2 separate regions of the Lactuca sativa genome follow, and region 1 is linked to region 2. Evidence: chromatin contacts called from public Hi-C data. All regions are on one chromosome and are shown on one strand. The core of a region is the stretch at or near the end of the contact, and the rest is flanking DNA. Distances in the headings are between cores, read along the strand shown. Region 1 holds the start of LOC111893677 (putative disease resistance RPP13-like protein 2). Region 2 holds the start of LOC111917335 (UDP-D-apiose/UDP-D-xylose synthase 2).

Region 1 (2,773 bases), core at 3-2,502, 140 kb after region 2:
TTCATGGAGAAAAAACCTGCAAGTAGGACAACATTCAGGGGTAGACCCTTACAGCTCTGTAGAATTGCAAGCTTTGATTTCTCTGGAACCAGAGCCCAACTTTGTTCTTTCCCGATCTTCTCTCTGAACATGTTCCAGCTGTCGTCTTCAGTTAGAGGCATCATACGATGCGAAACTATCTTCATCTGTGGAGTTTCGATCGTTTGTAAACAAGTCAAGAGCAGCTTACTTCCGTTCTTTTCATCTGGTAAGGTTTCCTTTAAAACTTCCAAGTTATTGCAAGTACTTAAGCCATCTAGGATAACCAAGTACCTTTTATTCTTGAGGTATGATGAAAGCTTCAACTTCACTACTTTCTCATCATCCATATTAATGGGTTTATCCGTGATACTTTGGGTTGCCTTGAACAAGTTTAGCAGTATGTCTTTTGTGGAGTACTCCTCCAACACCGAAACCCAAGCACAGAATTGAAAATGGCGCTTGATGTCTTTATTTTTGTAGATTATGCGAGCAAGTGTTGTTTTGCCTATACCCCTTTCACCAATAATAGAGACAACATGTTCAGTACTGTTTTTGGTGAGATGATCAACCAGAATGTCGACATCTTCTTTCAGCCCAAAGATTCCCAAATCTTCTTCTTTGTAGGAAAAGCTTGAAATTCGCCGTCTTTGCTGAAAACGTTCTTTGACACCGACAATCTGAATCTCTTCTTCGTTGCATGAGTAACTGAAGCTTAGTTCATCCATACAACCTACATGATTTGTTTCTTGTGTTTCTGAAGTATAAGAAGAACCCTGTGAAGGGGTGTGATTTTTTACAGTTGTATGATTTTCACCCACAGGTTCTTTATCAGCTTTTTCTTCGTTTGAAACTTCTATTATAGGAGTCCTCTGGTGAGGTTGATGATCTCTTAGGTACATCAGTTGTGTAGTGATTTTCTTTACTTTCTGGTGGATATTGTAGCAAGATTTCAAGTTGTTGAAGAAGAAAATATGGTTTGTTAAGAAACCAAATACGTCCCTCCTGCAAGCAACAATGAGAGTGAACTTCTCAATCCCGTCTTCGATGTTGTACACAGCATCAAGGTATTCTTCTGGTTGCTGGTTGATTTCCATCAACTTTTTCAACGAATTGAGCGACTTAATGATCTCCTGGACGTCGTAGACTATGACTTTGTTTTGGGATTGTGAATGCCCTTTCAGCATGTCCGTTAGTTTCTGTAACACCACAGATACTACTGCCTCTACTGCCATTGGATAAGATCTCTCTCTTTCTCTGTTGTGGACTTGGAGCACGGTAGTTATGGAGTTGTGATACCAGGAAAGGTTTCTTGACCCTTTTATACAAATTTACGCCTACTATTCTTTATGTTTGGCCCACCGGCCTACAAACAATGATCAATTTGCTTTATGGGTTCTTATTTGCTGATCGAGGAAATTGCATATGAGTTTTTGTTTATTGATCTGAAGAAACTAAGAAGAAGTTTACCACGAGATCTTTTCGATTGTTTTTATACATGTAATTTCAGTTAAGGTGATAAGAAAAGGAACGTTTATGTGTAGTCACCTATTTCACACTTGACACTCGGAAAGGTCATAGAAAATACAAAGAGAGGAGAAATTGATTGGCGTGTCAAATACCGTTGTCAATATTTGAAGTTACAAGTAAATTTCTGTTTCTTTACGACTAAGCTATAATCAAGGTTAATAGGAGTAAGGAAGAATTACAGGGAAGTTACGAGGAGACATACCTTTTGGTTTGTCTTCCAACACCTGTCAGTCAACTAAAGTCCATTCGTTCAATTATGACAAAATTAAATAAATAGTCCCATGATTTACCAAAGGTGACAACTTCAATCCCTGTAAATTTTTTTTGGCTAATATGGTCCTTGTGGTATCTAAACTTGCACAAATAATCTTTACGGTTTCTCAATCTTACACTAATGGTCTTGCCTAAACAAAATGACCTCTTTACCCTTTTTAAATGTTTTTATACTACATTTTTTAACTAATTACAATTAAAAATTAAAATAAAAACAAAACCACACTGGGTTTTGATCCCTACATCCCTAACGCTAATATATTTAATCTGAAGTCAAGAACCACTAACACTAATGGTCTCTTTATTTCTCCACTTCAAAACCCACCATTATGTGTGATAAAGGTAGAAACCAGGACTACGTTCTTTGATGCATCACAAGGATGGGGTAACAGATTCCTTTAGCAATGATAGCTATTTTGATTAACAAACAACAACAACAACAACAACAAAGTAATAGTTATGGTCAACAATTGTAACATATTTAACGTAATAAAGAAGAATTATGTGAATATTATGTGTTTCATGATTATTATAATATAAATAACAAAAATCAGCTGAATCGTCCGTAAATCGTAAAAATAAGTGCGCCAAAACATATATATATATATATATATATATATATATATATATATATATATATATATATATATATATATATATATATATATATATAGAAAATACACGTCTCCCCGATCCCGAAAATATAAATTTCGCAGAAATCCGACTCCATATGAATTAGATATGATTTTTATAAGATATAAAATCAGACACACACAACGAATGTATGACGTAAAAAACTACGAAAAGAATGGTTGACTTTTAGCCAATTCCACCAAAACGAAAATCGTAGTACTCAAAATATGAATTTTGAGAAAAAGAATGTCAAAAACTGAGTTCGTATGACAAAGTTATGATTTTAGCAAAATCATTTAATTTTATAAAAATATGGACG
Region 2 (3,200 bases), core at 502-3,001:
CTTAATGTAAACAAAGGTTCTTTGGGATTCACCACCATCAACAAGCTTCAAAGGCTCACGTCTAAGAAGGTTCTGAGTAACAAAAGTAAATATCATTAGTACATAGTAAGAAAAAAAAGAAAGAAAGAAACTAAAATCCCTTAAATTTAAACTTACATTGCTAAAGCATGCAAGAACCCTAGGAACACCTTCACTGGGACCATCAATCCCGGGGATGAAATCCATCCTAGGGCCAATCCAGTTGAAAGGTCTGACTATTGTGAATTCTAAACCATTTTCTGCACCCTCGGCTGTTAATTAGAGGAAAAAAAGAAAGTAAGAATGGAAGAAGATGGTGTTGTTAGTGAATGAGAAGTGAAACATTAAGTTGGTTAAGTTTGTTCACCATAAATTAGTCTCTCGATCAACTGTTTTGCACATGCATATGACCATCTCTGTTTCTCAACTGATCCGAATATGCATGGGGAAACATCTTCCTTAAGAATATAGTAAGCAGGATCCTGTAGACATTATCATCCAGAAAAGTGACTTTCAAATCAGCTACGATTTGCACGAGAATGAGTTAGCTATTAGCTAACCAGATGAAAAGTGAAAACAGATCCCATGATAAAACATACAATTGTATTAGATGAAGAAGAGTTCAAAGATCTGGAAGTTACCTGTCGTAAGGGGCTATCTTTGGGAAGATAGCTACCAATTGTTTTCCCATACACTTCACAAGTAGAGAAGTGAATGAGCCTCTTGTTGTTCTCTGAGCAGTACTTGAGCTATATATGAAAGTGACATAATTCTCCATCATATTTTCAATCATCAAGAATAAGATTTGATTTGAATTATAACGTCAAAGCAATGCAAATGAGACGCAGTACATACCACAGGGAGCGCATCGATGAAATTGCTGTAAATCGTGTCAAGAGGACGCGTGTTGTAATCCGCTGGAGTGCAAATCGCGGCCAGATTTATCGTCTACATACAAAAATTAGAAAATTCAGGACAGAAAAGTAATACTCGACACCGATCTGCATTCTTGGATACAAGATCACGCAATTTACTAAGCTTTTAAACATGATTAGGATTTGCTTAAAGTATTCTACACTATCTTGCACTTCAAACATTAAAAAATGACAAAATAATATAGAATTCTTACGATCTTACACACTGTAGCTCATTTTCACTTCTATTAAGGCAGGTGAACATGAGGATTCGAGAAGATTTAAATTATAAGATACATACTATAAAACAAACATATCTGAAGAAAGCGATTGAAGATTTACCAGATCGGAACACTTGATGAGCCCTTCGAGGCGAGAATCATTCTTGATATTAAGTCGGTGGAACTGAATGCGCCCAGCCCAAGGAAGAGAGTCCGGTTCGAGCAGGTGCTTGATCTTGTCATTGTAAACATCGACAGCTAACACCGTGTGTGGCGTCTCTTGCATCAACTTCTCGCACAAGTGCGAACCTATGAATCCTCCAGCACCAATCATACATATCGTCATCGGATTTATCGTATTTCCATCCAGATCTAACCTCGCCGTCGTAGATGCCATCTCTCTCCTCTGCGTCTAGATTTTCTCTATTTGTTTAGGGATCGGATTTCGATCCGGTGTCGACGGGAGGATATTGGGGGAACGAGGGAAGGTATTTAAAGCAGATAGAAAAAGGAGGGAGGAGGTTCACACTTCACAGGGTTCATGGACTTACTCAGTCACTTGCAATTAAGTGATTAAACTGTGTGAAGTTGATGTTTGTGATTTCCTACTCTCACGAGTATGATAATCTGTATGGTCTTGTGATCCAACGACGGGGTGTATGCGATTTGTAGTGATGTAGCGTAGGGATGAGGCCACTAGATTGCAGCGCTTGCCCACTGTCGGTTATTTTGTTTTGTTTTTATAATTTTAATCGGACAAAATTACACAAATGGTTCGTGTGTTAGCAAAAATACTGCGAATAGTCCTTGCGGAAATTGTGAATTTTTTTTTACATGATCTTTGTGGTTCCAATTTGTAGGGTTATTGATCTTTTGGAAGAGTACTTGTGGATTTATTAAAAGTGTATCTTTTAAGATTTACCTTTATTATATAGTTAGACTCTTACTTCATTTTCATTCACCCTTTTATTACCAATGATTGTCTCCCTTTCCCTCTACTCACATCTCTCTTCGTTGTCTCGCCATTCACCCATGACCTTAAACCATGTCTTACTTGTCTTTCTGGTAAAACCACCCTGACCACCACCATTTTGAACTACCATCACATGTGCCCTTCATAGCACATCCACCAATACCCATCATAGCACCATCCCTTGCCTCCCATCACTAACATATACCAATAAGAGAAATAAAACTTTAATCCTCACATTCTAAATGTTTTGATACTATCTCTTGGATTTATATTTTTCAGTTTTGTTGGATTTGAAAAGTCTGATTTGCTATGAATTTCACCTCATGGTATGTTACTTAATAGAATCATTTACATACTTTACCTATTGGTACTATATTTAATACACGAAGTAAAATCCATACATGATTATTTAGTTCTAGAAACTATTTCATCACATGAGATCAAGACAATGAAGATAACATATTTGTTTTGAACAAGGATGCATTGGAAATTATAATGAGTTCAAATCATTTACATTCTCATTTACAAGTATCAATGATTATGTCCGTGTACAAAATTCTGAGTCAACTGGAATTTCTATTCAATGGGTTATTGTTATTGATCCCATTTTAGAGTATAATGGTGAAGAAAGGACTCATACAAGTCAACACATGAGTATTATGGAGATGATTTTATCTCAAACTTATAAATTAACTACTAAAATATCAATGAGTGATATGGAGATAAGTGATATGCACTTAGTCAATCCAACTGGTACTCAAAGATCATCATCAACCAAGTGAAGCATTTTGGCTAACCCGACTTAATTCATGATACATGCTACTAGCCAAGCAAGTGAAGTTCAAGTTGCTACAAATTCAACTGACTCTTGAACTTGTGTAACTTCCACAAAATTCATGAAAAAATTAAACTTTTTAAAACCAATCCACAAATCATCATTGTTTACAATTTAGTTTTCAAAACATGTTTAGTATCAGAGTTTTCCCAAAATCATAAATTAAAACACAAGGAGGTGCATGGTCATGCCTTCACCTTCCCGCGATCATATGAGGTACCTGAAACATAACCCAAAAC

The links. Hi-C and Micro-C count contacts between places; a contact is called where the count stands out from the background.
Region 1: a Hi-C map of seed shows a contact between it and region 2, with 4 times the contacts expected there. The contact joins the promoter of LOC111893677 here to the promoter of LOC111917335 in region 2. A contact is called at or near these places in 3 of 4 Hi-C or Micro-C datasets (leaf and seed).

What each region holds. Positions count from the first base shown.
Region 1 is chr6:59,947,445-59,950,217 of Lsat_Salinas_v11, forward strand. It overlaps LOC111893677 (putative disease resistance RPP13-like protein 2), which reads right to left and starts at 1,253. Exons shown (of 2, transcript XM_023889743.3): 1 at 1-1,253. The coding sequence starts at 1,253.
Region 2 is chr6:59,810,148-59,813,347 of Lsat_Salinas_v11, forward strand. It overlaps LOC111917335 (UDP-D-apiose/UDP-D-xylose synthase 2), which reads right to left and starts at 1,752. Exons shown (of 9, transcript XM_023913026.2): 1 at 1,275-1,752; 2 at 874-966; 3 at 660-767; 4 at 386-500; 5 at 157-290; 6 at 1-72. The coding sequence starts at 1,550.